Regions from separate parts of the Sus scrofa genome. Here region 2 is linked to region 1. A link is a contact called in public targeted proximity ligation data. All regions are on one chromosome and are shown on one strand. The core of a region is the stretch at or near the end of the contact, and the rest is flanking DNA. Distances in the headings are between cores, read along the strand shown.

What was found.
Region 2: a targeted proximity ligation map of alveolar macrophages shows a contact between it and region 1. A contact is called at or near these places in 1 of 47 Hi-C or Micro-C datasets (blood) and 2 of 2 datasets of targeted methods (alveolar macrophages and skeletal muscle).

What each region holds. Positions count from the first base shown.
Region 1 is chr4:100,906,741-100,914,004 of Sscrofa11.1, forward strand. The region is part of intron 2 of LOC110260433 (a long non-coding RNA gene); the gene reads right to left. Among named protein-coding and RNA genes, the nearest start is that of NOTCH2, 41 kb to the right of the region's middle.
Region 2 is chr4:100,998,139-101,005,402 of Sscrofa11.1, forward strand. The region is part of intron 1 of NOTCH2 (neurogenic locus notch homolog protein 2); the gene reads left to right. Among named protein-coding and RNA genes, the nearest start is that of NOTCH2, 50 kb to the left of the region's middle.

The DNA.
Region 1 (7,264 bases), core at 2,486-4,985:
CGTTGCCGTGAGCCGTGGTGTAGGTTGCAGACTCGGCTCAGATCCCACATTGCTGTGGCTGTGGCATAGCTAGCGGCGGCTACAGCTCCGATTAGACCCCTAGCCTGGGAACCTCCATATGCCATGGGTGTGGCCCTAGAAAAACAGAAGAAAAAAAAAAAAAGAAAAGCATTTGTGATGAGTGCAGTTCTGCCTGTTCCTCTGAAAACTAGCAACCCAGTTCCCATAATGACTTTACTAATGATGGGGCCATATCCTGGTCTAGTTATGCCACAGTATTTAGTTGGGATCCTAGTCCATTTCTCAGACCATGATTTAATGTTCCCAGAAGAGGGCAGCAAAGCTCCAGCCCGAGGGCTCTTTGCCACTTCCTCAAAGCAAAGCAGCATTTTCTGTATTGTAAAGCCTTTAAAAAGTGATGGTCTTTAGATGATAGAAGAGGCAAATTCAGATATTATAAATGCCATAACAAACATTCACTCATTTAAAATATTATTTGCCTTTTCTGTATCCTCTGAAGAAAATAATTGGGGCTGTTTCTTTAATCTCATTTCCGTGATTTGACCTGTGTAACCAGAAACCGCCAGCCATGTTTTTCCATTTAACCCCAGATTTTTAGATCTCACACAGCACCAGTTTTTCAATTAAAAAATGTTTTTAATAAGGGGAAAGTAAGCTGTTCATGCTAAGTCCAAAGCATCCAATGATGTCCAACAGTATCTAAATATCTGTCACAGAGTTTGTGTCATTTGGAGCAAATGTTATCTGTATCATCAGTATCCAGTCTTTCTTATTCTTTCATTATTTAAATATGTTTTAGGGAGTTCCCGTCGTGGCTCAGTGGTTAACGAATCCGGCTAGGAACCATGAGGTTGAGGGTTTGATCCCTGGCCTTGCTCAGTGGGTTAAGGATCTGGCGTTGCTGTGGCTGTGGCGTATGCCAGCAGCTATGGCTCCAGTTGGACCCCTAGCCTAGGAACCTCCATATGCCGCAAGAGTGGCCCAAGAAATGACAAAAAGACAAAATAAATAAATAAGTTTTAAAATATGCTTGTGCTTTTGTACATTCCAAGAACATTAGCAGCTAACATTTGAACTGATCTTTTTTTTTTTTTTTGAACTTTTTTTTTCTTTTTAGGGCCACACCCATGGCATGTGGAAGTTCCCAGCTGCCGGCCTCTGCCACAGCTACAGCATCGCTGGATCCAAGCTGCATCTGTGACCTTAGAACACAGCTCATGGCAGTGCGGATCCTTAACCCACTGAGCAAAGCCAGGGGTGAAACCCTCATCCTCATAGATACTAGCTGGATTCATTTCCGCTGCACCACAATGAGAACTCCTGAACTGTTTTTCAGAGCATATGAAGTGCTCTCATCACACATGTTTTCATATGAGGATGATAGCCACGATCCCTATTTTACAGATAAATTTCCTCATCTGTTATCAGCTCAAAGAGAAAAGAGCAGGGAGGTACCTCATAAGTCAAGAGAGTCCCAAGGGATGGATATTTTCTCTCCTAATGAATGATCGAAGAGCCAATTCTCAGTCTGATGTCCTTTCTGTCTGCTTATTGAAATCAGAGATAGGATAGAAAGGCTTTCAGTTACAGTTTTTCAATTCCTTCTGCTTTTGTCTGTTCATTTCTGGCTCTACTCTTTCGAAAAAAATTATTGTTTCTCACTCTACTCCTGCTATTGCCACCCCCCAGTCAGAGTCCTCTTTCCATTCCAGCTAAACCTCTTCCTGTTCTTAAGAATTGCATCACATTCTTGGCTTACTGTAGACCAACACCCCCACACTGGCACCAGGGAATGTACAGCCCTTCCTTACTAGATGAAAGTTCTTGTCTGGTGAGCACAGAATAAGAGCACTCACTTCCTGACTTCTAGCCCTGGCTGAATTTGTCTCTGGAAAAAATGTATTTCTCAGATTTTTGTTTGTTTATAAATCTCCTTCACTTCAGCCCATCCTTGGAGTGAGCAAGATTTACCAAGTAGGAATGGTGTTGAAGAGCATTTGAGGTGGAGGGAATAGAATGTGTGCCTTGCTGAATGAGCTGTCTACCCTATTGTTCCTTCAGGTTTGTTTTTTGTTTTTTTGACCTCACCTGAAAGTTCCCTTGCCAGAGACTGAACCCATACACAGCAGTGACAATGCCAGTTCCTTAATCCACTGAACCACCAAAGAACTTCTACTCTATTGTGTCTAATTCTTCACTTGGCCCTCATTTTTCAACCCAGCCTAATCTGGCATTGGTTCCCACTGTGTTGAAGGGGCTTTCACTAAAGACAGTGATTCCCCCCACCCCCTGATGATGTTACTAAATCCAGTGGATACATCAGTCACTATCTTAGTTGACTCTGAGCAGCATCTGATTCTAATGACCTCCTAGATGGACTCACCATCTTCCTTTGGTTTCCACACACTAGTATGGTTTTCCTACTTTAGTCATGGATATTCTGTATCCTTTGCAAGCTCCTTTTTCTCTACAAGAGTTTTAGGTGTTGCTGTTGCTCAAGACCCCATCCTATGCCAGCCTCTCTATCCTCTACACATTCTCTGAGAAATCATATCCCTTTCAATGTAGTTGAGATCTACATTCCAGTGATTTCCAAATCTCTACCTTTCCTGAACTCCAGACTTAAATATTCAACTGCCTTCTAGAACCATTTCAATTTGGAAGTTCCTGAAGCCATATTAACTCACTCCTTCAAACTATTCCTCTTCTAATGTTTCTTATCCAAATATATGCTACAACATCTGCCCGGATGCTCTAGCCAGAAACCTAAGATTCAACCTTGCTTACTCTTTTGCTCACTCATCACATTCAATCAACAACCAAGTCCAGTTAAATCTACTTCTTTGGATCTACCCACTTACTCTCATCCCCATCTGGCCTAAGCAATCAATCGCCTCTGGATTTGTGCAAGACTTTGCTAGTTTCCTGCCCCCGGTTTTTCTCTTCTTGTGTCATTTTCCACCACTTATCAGAAACTTTTTTGTAAATGTAATTCTGAACAATTCACCTCCTTTGTTTAAAAATCATTTAGTTGTTCCCACCGTTCATAGGCTATGGAGTCCAAACTTCTTAGCATAGCTCCTAAGCCCTTCATGATCAGTAACCTGCCTACCTGCCATCAGTCTGTGCATCACTCATGCTGGCTTGCAGTGTTTTAAATACAAACTGTTTCCTCCTGCTTCTGGGCCTTCACAAATGCTCTTGCCCTTGCCTGGAACACCCTCTCTAGGACCTCAATTATATGAAGTCTAAATTCTACCCTGAAATTGTCATTAACCTTATCAGAACTGAATTTGGCTACTTAATTTTATATTAATTCTTGGATTAAAACCCAAATTAACTTTATCTAATTTGATATATTTCTTAATTCTTTGAAAAATACATCCAAGGCTATGTTCTAATGAAAATGTATTTGAACTGATTAACTCAGGTCAGGATTGACTTTTACCACAACTGAATGTGAGCTGGAACATATTTTTTTAAATTACTGGAATGTTTTCTCAATTATTATTCACCATGATGTTCTCTCTTTGGAATTTTTTGTTCATTTCCAGTTGGCTTCTAGCACTCTCCTTTCTTACCTCTTAACTCTTCCCCTCTGGTTACCCTACACTTGCCCCTGATTGGATCCAGTTTGCATGCAGTGGTAGCTGCTGTGGGGCTGCGGTTAAATAGAACTGCTCAGACTGCAACAGGAAAGCATTGAATCGAAAGCAAGGGGGAGGAAGCACAAACCGATACCCACCACAAAGCTGCTGAGTGCCCAGCATGACCCAAGCCGCACCCTCTGATGAGGAGTCTTGTGGAGGAGCAAGAAGCCACAGAGTTTAATAAATCATCAGCACAGCCCATTCTCTACTTCCCGTGATCCAGCCTTCTGGGTCACCATGAGTGTCACCAGGTATTGGCCTAAGAAGGTAGGTAATGACAGAAAAGCCACCAGAGAGGCAGAGGCTGGGGAAAAGTCCCCGAAATGAATGGCTGTGGACCATTTATTTCAAAATCCCCTCATAGTGCAGCTCTGTGAGCAGGAACCTCCCAGGGATACAAGTGTTTCTAAGGAGCTCTCTACCTGATATAGGCTCCCATGTTCCCTGAAAAATACACTGGCTACCTGCCTGAAAGGCTGCTTCTAGGAGTGGCCAAAAAAAAAAAAAAATTTATAAAAATCCCTGTGAGAGACAATTAGAGAGCTTTAAATTCACATTAATGTGTAAATGACCATTTTCAGATTTTTTCCTGACTTCGATAGAGGGAGAAGGAGAAAGGGAGGAGATGAGAGCATCAACGATATACTCCACCTACTTTATGATTTTGCCTCTGCCTACCCTTACTACTTATGTTTGCCACCTTTGCTATTAAAGGAGATACTAATTCTTCAGCAGCCAGAACTATAGGGAAAGGAAATGAAAAGTGTGGGAAAATGTGCAATAATTTGGTCTAGATTTTAAATACTGATCAGGTTGGGAACTCCTTGAAACTGTAGAGTCTCACAGTGGATCATTACTCATCACCTCCGAATCTGAGGAGGTGAGAGCTGGGCCCTGCTTTTCCAGCTGGAGAAGCAGAGAACAGAAACTGGGCGGGGGCGGGGGGTGGGGGGGCATCTTGGGCTGGAGGAAAGGCTGCTTTGTTTGGCTGGAAGTGGGCACTTGTGTCTTCAGAGAGTGCCAGACTCACACTTTAGATAACAGAACAGGAAATACAGTTAGTGCAGCTGGAGTTGGGGGGGTGGGGGGTAGAGAACATACCGTGTACCCAAGACCACTAAGTTACTCATTGGCCTTTCTGCTTCTCACTTTTCTATCCTGCAAGCGGCCAGGACCGACTGTGGAAGCATTGGGAAATAGGTGCAACGTGCCCTGCTGCCTACCCCTTTCCCTTGCAGCCTTCTCACCCCTCCCATCATGTTCAGTTTCTTTCTCTTCAACCCAGAAAATTTCCGAGATCTAGATCATCAATGAAATTTAAAGGGAGGAATATGGGCACTTGGATAGGAGGTGAGGCAAAGAATTCTGGAGTAAGATGGACCATCTTCTCTCACAAGGCCAGAGCCTCAAGTGGTAAACATGGCCTCTGTTTTAGCAACCCCAACAGCAGTGAGTTGGAGGGTGTCCTAATCAAAGAAAAAGGGAATGAGGTTGTAGTCAGGTGACTTTGTTTTGAAACTGTCCCCCCTCCCTCTTTTCTTTTCTCCCTCTTCTTTCCTCCCTTCCCTCCAGAAAGGAAGGGAGGGGAAAGCGGCCATAGAATGGGAAACTCCTCCAGGCTCAGAGGAATGCTGCAAGCTTCCCCGGCCTGAGTGCCTGCCTAGATTTTGCCCACTTTCTTCAGTGACAAGGACATTCCTCTTGTTAAACCCTCAAGTTGTGTTTAATAATTATGTGTGATCCAAACTGCAGGATTGGGGTGACTATGCTCCCTAGATGCCATCTTTCAACTGGTGACCTGCCTTAACAAATTACATTCCTTAGAACAAGGAAAATTCACAATATGAGTGCCAAGAGGGAGAGACAGGGCGTGTGAGCCACTTTTTGGAAAAGCTTACTTATGAAATAAGAGACGATTTGCAGGGAGGGTATCTAGAGTAAAGAATGGATTTCATTCTTTTTTTTAAATTGAGAGAGTTTTAGGTATGTTTACACACTTGAGAAAGATCATAGTGAGAGATGCTAAGCAAGTCATTTCATTTCTAAACTATGATTCTCTCATCTGAGGTAAAAAAAAGGAGAGGTTTCTATAAAGATTACAATTAAAATCAAATCCACAGTAGTAGCTTGTATACTGTAAAGCCCTTTAAACATGTTAATTATTATAACTATCATCATCTAATGACTATACGGATGAGTAAGCCCTGGTCACAGCTGTTCTGTCTCTGTTTCTTCTACCCTGTATGACAGAGATGTTAAGGAAGAGATGGGCTCTTGAGAAGGCAGGGCCAAGACACATAAGGAAGAGGCTAATTAATCCTGAGGTGATTTGTTTCTAGCCATGCTTTGAACCTTAGGGTGATGGGGTCTGTGCTGTGTGCATGTGTCTGACTAGATACTAGATAGTTTGTTACCAAATGATACTAAATGTACCCAATATTATTTAACTTATTCAATTCTTATTTTTATTTCTGATTTTATTATCTTATTTATTATTTTAAATAATAATAAATTTCAGATCCAACAGCTCTCTTAAAAGCTCTAATTTGGGCAAAACATTTTTAGAAACTAAAAATACCCTTCTTGAAATGCAAGGGGATGTACAAAAAATACATGGATTTCTGCTTAGACAAAGGAGCAGTTTCCTTGAAGTTACCTGATGTTAATCCACAGTTTTTGTAAGAAGGGTTAACCTTTTATCTTTTTTGGCTATTTGCAGAATTACATTATATTTTTGCTTTAATGCAAATTTGGCAATAGCAATCATGATTCCTTTTACCAAATAATTCCCATCAGCTCTATACAGCATTATATACTCAGCAAATCAATCTTTATGCTCCCAATTATTTGCTTTGCAACTTTGCTTTGAACCATCCCACCCCTGTTTCTACAGTTTGCAGTAAAGATAACCTGCAAATTCCACTCCCACGTTTTCTCTCCCTTTCCCATGAGCTTTCCAACCTTGAGATGATTTATGCCTTCATTTCTGGGCGTTTCTCTTCACCTATTCCTTACTGTCCCTCCTCCATCTCTTCGTTCATCCTCCTCTTCCCCTGGCCCCTCTCCACCTCCAGCTTTTATTACTAGCAACCCCTTGGGCCAACCCACAGTATGCTCCTTCATGCATTATGTGAACACACTTTTTGAGGGCACTGAATGGAACAACCTGGTGTAAAGTTCACATGTTTAGAGTGTACAATTCAATGTACATACATACATACATACATACATACATACATACATACATAGAGGTACATCTGTCACCTTAATTAATTTTAGAACATTTTCATTATTCCCCCAAAGAAACCTTATACCAGTAAACAGTCACTCACTATTTTCACTCCCCACCTCACCCTTTTGCTCCCCCTAATTCTAGGCAACCACTAATACACTTTCTTTCTTTCTTTTTTTTTTTTTTTTTCGGTATATATATCTTCCTCTTCTATACGTTTTACATAAATGAGATCCTTTGTGGCTGGTTTCTTTTACCTAAGTAATGTTTTTGAGGCTCAACCATACTGTAGCAGGTATCTGTACTTCGTTTCCTTTTATTGAAAGTAATATTCCATTTTATGGCCATATCACTTTTTGTT
Region 2 (7,264 bases), core at 2,148-4,647, 91 kb after region 1:
TGGATGGTGAAAGAGAAAATGCCCAGGGGTATGAAGGATAATGAGAGATAAATGATAATAAAGGCTGATTGTTTATGATTTTTAGATACCTTTCCAACTACATTTTGATGTTTACTCTAGTGTAGCTGGTGAGTTTTGGAACCAGCTAGACCTGGCTCTGATTCTTAGCTAAGAGTATTGGGCAAGCCACCTAACTTCTCTAAGTCTCAGTTTTCTGATTTATATAAAAGGAATAATAGTAATAACTAACCCACAGGATTGTTTGTAAATATTGGAAACAGCATACTAAATTGCATGGTTCTTGGCACAGAAAGGTGCTCAAGTGCAGGGGGCTCTAAAGTTTAAACTTCATTAGATTCATGGCAATTCCTCCTTTGGAAGACGTAGTCTGGGAATACTTGTCTCCAAACCTGCTTTGTCTTAATTTCTTTTAATGATCCCCTTTGGACTCTGCTTCATTGCCAAGGCAAGATTGGGATCACCTGAAGAACAGACTGAAGCACCATCATCTAGCAATTTAGAGTTTGCAGGATTAATTGTGTGTGAATTAAAAGCCTTGGTAACCCTTTGTCTGCTCAGTTTGCAGCATCTTGCATCTATCACATCAGAAGCAGTTGGTTCATAGAAAGAAATTATTTAGTATTTCATATCAAAGCTAGAGAACTTTGTAAGGAGGATCTACTTGGCTGGCTTATTTGTTTCCATCTTTCACTCCTGAGTCTTCATGCCATCAGGTTTGAAATGTTAGAATTACTTGGCTTTCAGCATTGGGAAAGCTTATCTAATCAGGCATGTGAAGTGGCATATGTCAGATTTCTGTGCTTAGAGAAGGCTAGGGGTGGTGTAGGAGATTATCACTCTTGCTTGTAATTCCTGAGCATTGTTGAGACACTAGGGAAGCAGTGGGAAAATATTAAAAAAAGACTTGTTGAAGTTGGTTATATCAGCCTGACACCCAGCTCCATTTAGGCTGGTCTCATAGGTATATATGACCTAATTTGAATCATGTAATAGTTTATCATTTTTGGGCTAGATGGTGAAGTTTTTCTTTTTCACAGAATTTTGGATTGGGAATTTTACATAAGAATATTTTACATTAAGTAGTGCTTTCTGGTTTATAATTACTTTTATAAATATGATCTTATTTGAGCTACAAATGAAATCTGCTAAAGAGGGATGGCTGGTGATATTTTATTTTTACAGATGAGAACAGTAAGTCTCAAATGGCTTAAGAGAGTTCCTCTAGATCCCATGGTGTGAGTACATAGTAAAACATGATTAGAACTCAGGTCTAGTTTCTAGGGCAGTTTTTGTTTCTTTATAGCACATTGCTTGCTCCATAGTGTCCCTAAATCTGTGTTCTGTTCCCCATGATATGAAAAGATTGTCTGTTGATTAGTTGTGTTAGTTACAGCATGACAGCAGTGAAGCAGAAGTTGAGGATTCTTTCCTCAAATGGGTCAGTTAGCTTTTCCTAAAGCTTTTCTGTGCCTGCAGTAACCAGTAGTCCATGCTGCCTAGACAGCAATGTTGACCCATAGTGAAGGAGGCTGGAGAATGGGGCTAACTCACCTTAACCCATCACAACTTCCGCATGTTCTATCAATGAGTCCATAATGTCATGTTCATTTACATGCATTTTATTTTATTTTTTATTTTTTTATTTTATTTTATTTTATTTTATTTTATTTTATTTTATTTTATTTTATTTTTTGTCTTTTTAGGGCCACACCCGCAACATAAGGAGGTTCCCAGGCTAAGGGTCTAATTGAAGCCGTAGCCACTGGCCTATGCCACAGCCACAGCAGTACCAGATCTGAGTCCTGTCTTCGACTTACAGGACACGGCAATGCCGGATCATTAACCCACTGAGTGAGGCCAGGGATCGAACCTGCGTCCTCATGGATGCTAGTCAGATTTGTGTCTGCTGAGCCACGATGGGAACTCCTCACATGCATTTTATGTTCTCGGTATGTATCTCTTAGTATTTTCTTTCCCTCAGCTGTTTTTAATGTCTTGAGTCTTAGTTCTTCCTGAGTGGCCTGAAGTGACTTTGTTGTTCATTCAAGTTTCTCTTAAATCTCTCAAGAGCATATAGCACGGGCTACTCCTTAATGTAGTTTTATTTCATGCTCTTGCCACTTCTCTCCTTATTATCGTAACCTTAAATTTAAACAGATTATAAATTATGTATACAGATAGGCGTGTCAGTTTTGCACTGTCACTTATGTAAGTGCACTTTAGCATTTCTTCTTTCCTTTTAATCAAAATGAGGAAATAGAAAATGTTTTGTTATGGTAGTTTTACGCATACACCCACAAGGAAATGCATAGCTAGCTTCTGTGGGAACTGTAACTGATGCATTTTAGGGAAGAAAATGCATGATGGCTAAAATTTTAACTCTGCCAAATGGTTATGGGGAAAGAAAGAAAAATGATGAAACTCACGCAATGCACTTCAGTTTAGCTTACTAATTCTAAGGCTAAAAGCTTATATGAATCTGTGGCTTGTTTATGTCTATCTGTATGTAAAGGTATGCTTGCTTTTTCCACAGTAGTGCATTTCACAAGTTGTGGTTTTCATTCAAGGGAGCCATCTTAACAAACGTTCTCTCAGGTATGTGGTGTAGGAAAGCTTACTGCCAAGAGTGGCCGGTTAGTTGAAGGTTTGACATCTCAGTATCAACAGAATGCCAAATGGACCATTTTGTCTTCTCCAGCAATCCAGTTGGACATTTGGCCAGCCATGCCCTGTGGTCAGCTGAGAGCTTTCTCCATAAAGGCCACTGTCATCAAGCCCCATTGCAGTGATGTACCTCTCTCACTAGGAAGAATTTGGCAGTTGTGTATCATGAGAGCTAGGTTTCCCCAGGCTCTGTCATCCAGAGGAGAGCTTTGATAGCAGGATTGTTCTTGTTCCTGAGGCACACGGATTATCCAGAACACATACCATTTGTTGATGGAAAATTGGGAATTGATTATATTTTTTATTCAAGACAGGTTGAAATAAATGAATTTGTTATGTTCACTGCAGTAAAGAAATATTTATGGTTTTGGTAAATTTTAAATTTCAAATTTGATAACTTGGATTTTTGAATTAAACAGACATCCCTACTTTGTGTGTGTGTGTGTGTGTGTGTGTGTGTGTGTGTGTGTATGTATGTGTGTTGGGAGGAAGAGGGATTAAACCTTGGAACTATTTAAAAAAAATTTTTTTTTATGGTAGTGGCTCTTCTCAGTTGGTACCAGAGAATAACTATCTAGAATGCTGTTCAGGTCTAGTGAAATGATTTAGGGAAGTTGTAACTGGTTTAATAACCATCTGTAGAGTGACATAGATCGACACACCCAATTACACAAGACCTAAGGCTGAGAACTGTTGATGTGTAATCATCCCATCAGCATCTGCTCATCATTATCAACAACAACAATGGCTCAACTATTCCTTTGGGGCCACATGAAAAGACAGTGTACCCACAGCAAAGGGCAAGTCAGACCTTACAAAAACATAGTCTTCCCTGACCCCTTGTTCTCAAACTACCCTTTCGTGAGATTTTGAAATAATTCTTTATTTCTTGTTTGTCATTCATTTTCCTTTTTAAATACCCTGCCTTTCCAGCTCAAATTTTTGCCAGAACCAGGAAAGGCAATGTACTATGGGTCATTTTTCTAACCCATTTTTTTGTTGTAACCCTTTATATCTATAACTTCAGACTGTTTTGTGTGTGTGAAAGTATTCAGTATCTTTTCTAGTTCTGACTTTTTTTTACACCTGCTGTCAAATAACTCATGAACACTTTGTAAAATAAATCATTTTGGTCGCTGTGAGTTGGAGGGAAGGAATCAGTTCACAGGAATAAATTGGCAGGTTGACAAGACAATATCTAATAGATTACGGAGCACTTTCTTGTGCATTATCTTTTATGAGACCATTTTTTGAGACCATCTCTCGTTTGTGGAGACTGAGGCAGAGACCCTGTGAGACTGAATCCAGACTCACACTGTAGGTACCAGGGATAGCTGGAGAACCAAAGCCAGGTCTTCTGTCTCTTGCTTGGTATATAGCTAGATCATTATTTTATTGGCAGAAATGGGAGAATCTTTCTGTTTTTAAAAGGTACCCTTTTGCCTTTGGAAGGTATGTTAGTGGTTCTTAGAGTGGAAAGAAGGTAGTTACGTTTTTGCTTTTTGGTAAAAATCTTCGTGTTTTCTCTGATTTTTGTTTTGTTTTGTTTTTAACCAGAGTTGTATGGCATTGCAGGGCTTCTGACTAAGGTGCCTTTTGGGAAATAAGGTGGTATAGAAATGAATGAACTTTTCCATGACATTCTGAAGGAATAGACTTAATCTAGTGACACAGATGTATTCTTTGGTTTAACAACACACTACATACTTTAATTCTGGTGTTTAAATATTTGGTTATCTTATTTCTGGAGCATGAATATCTGTGCACAGAATGGATGCTTAATAGTTCTCATTGATTTGGCAAGTGGTCAAATGCGAGGTGAGTATTGGTAGGGCAGTGCCATGTAACTGCAGTACCAGTCTGAAAGTACATGGCATTGTCTGTCTGTGGGCAGACTGGCTGTGAGACCTAGCTCATTGTTTGAGAGCTGATGTGGAGTTTCAGGAAACACTCTGAGCTGTGGTCAGAAGTCTTGGTATGGGACAGTGTGAGCCCAGGGAATGTGTGTAGATAGGGGGCCATTAAGAAATAGGTTTTATATTTCTTCTAAGAGTGAGGCATTGTGCTTCTTTGTCCAGTTTAGGCTCCTTTTGGTGAGGTAAGGGGAAGCAGAAGAAGAGAAGCAGGAAGTTCCCTGGTGGTGCAGCGGATTAAGGATCCAGCATTGTCACTGCTGTGGCACAGGTTGGATCCCTAGCTCAGGGAACTTGTGCATGCCACGGGTGTAGGGGGAAAATAAAGACCAAGAAGAAGAAGAGGAGAAGCAGTAATTCTTGAGAACTTCCTTGAAGGTTATAGCTGGCTCTAAAGAGTCTTGGTTGAACTAGCTGAGTAAGTAGTCTCTAGGACAAGTGAACTTAACAGAAGTCCCTTTTGTTATACATATAGCTCCCAGGTATTGCTATAAGGTCCATGCTGTCACTGTTTGGAATAGTAGTTGTCCAGTTTGAATGTGCATCAAGTTTTGGAGGGTTTGTTAGAACACAGATTGCTGGGTCCACCCCCAGAGTTTCTGATTCTGTAGGAGGGTTTGTTAGAATACAGATTGCTGGGTCCACCCCCAGAGTTTCTGATTCTGTAGGCTTGGCATGGGACCTGGCAATTCACATTCCTGACAAGTTCACAGGTGATGTTGCTGCTATTTGGGGAATTACATTTTAAGACTCTTTGGCTTAGGGCAACCTCAGGTGTTTGAGTTTGGGGGCAGAGGGAACAATGCAAGCTTAGTTGGGATCTTTTCACAGCTCCTCCAATGTGTGGCGAGGTGAGCTTCCAGATGTATTAATTCACTCAGCAAAACCGTGAATGTTATAGTGGTTAGGGGATACTGTGAAGAAGGCACATAAAAGTGCTTCTATTGTGAAACTTCCATGATAGACCAGGATTAACCAGATACCAGTCCTACTGGTCATTGGTGTTTGCAGGTGAGCTGGTTTCTTTTCCTAGCTTCCTTCTACTTACTTTACTTTTTTGGGGGAACCTTTGAATTTATTAATCATCACTAGTGCTTTTTATCAAGGGTAGCTAAGTGTTTTACAGTCATTATCCCATTTAATCTTTAGAACAACCCCTGGTGTTTTCATCTTGACCTAAAAAATGTAAACTTTAAAAAAGGTTGGTACTTGCTCAGTATTATGCATCTGGTGAATGGTGGATCCAGGTCTGTTTGACTGCAAGGCCACACTCTTTACTACCATGCTTTTTTAAAAAACTGCAGATTGTGATCAGTAATGCTTCATGGAACCTATCTGGTAGGTCTCAAATAGCACTTTGGGGGGAAAATGGAGTAGAACAGAAAAATCACAAGGTAAGGTAAACATTATTTCTTGACATTTTTGTTTTGGCTTTGTACATATATATGTGAATATTGAGTTCTGACTTACAATACTTTTATTGTAGATCACAGTAAAAATGTTTTAAGCTTCTGCCCTGTTGGCTAGGGAACCATAGGTCATCTAATCATTTTTTTAAAAAACATAAGATTTAGGCCTTAGAAACATAAGTCATTTTTCAAGAGCACGAAAAATAGTGGCGGTATGAAGATCAGATATCTGACTTTTCAGCCCCTGGTCTATTGCTTTATCACTCACACTATGATGCTTCCTTAAAAGTGCTCTGTATTGCCTGGAAATTGAGTCTTATCTTTCCACGTGAGATGTTGACAAAACCTGAAAAGGGAAGTTGAATCTCTGCCTGCTCTGGGTAGGTGGAAATTCTGCCATGGAGCCCCCAAAGTCTGCAGATAAAGCTGTAGCGTTTCTCCTGTTGGTTCTGGTGTACTCAGTGGAATGGAATGAGGATAATAGTATTGACTAAAAGTACCAGGCTCTAAGCATGGTTCACATATTAACTCATTTAAGTACAAATTATTTTGACAGAGTGGCCATGGCTGGGATGTAAACTTGGCTGTTTTGAGTGAGAGGGGTCATCCTACCAGCATGAGTTCAAACTTCTCTGTGCTGTCTCCAGTTCCTCATTTTGTTCCTGCTGAGTTCAGAGCTATTTACCTCATAGCCTGTCTTACCTGGGCATGGTCTAAGGTTCATTTTCTTGTTTCAGACCATCTACCTTCACTAGGTGGGTAATTTGGGTTCCTGTTACCTTTTCCCCTAAATTAGTACATCGCTGATTTCCATCAGGAGCATGGCTGTGGATTGTCAGCATGAATAGGTGATGTTGTTTTAGTCTCCCAGGCAGATTGCTGCCCCAACATTATTCATAAAGGAGCTTATTACAGTCTGTCCAGGAGTAATCAGAGACACTTGGAAATAACTTGAGAATGCCTACAAACCTCTCCAGCAAGTGCCTTCTAGCATCTTGCACACAGTCCATGGAAGTTGAGGGAATACTGGTTGAGGCCCCATCAAGGAGGCAGGCAGGGGTAGAGATTAGTGGGGAGGAGAGGCTAACACATTCCAGTTAGAAGAACGACATGTAGGCGCAAATAGTGATGGGGTGAAAACCTTCACTTGTGAATCATAAAATTCGAGAAGGCACCTACAAGACCTGGAGAGTGAACTGATTGGCCTTTGGTCAGGTGGTTAGATGATGAGAGTCAGGCATGAAATCTAGGTCATCA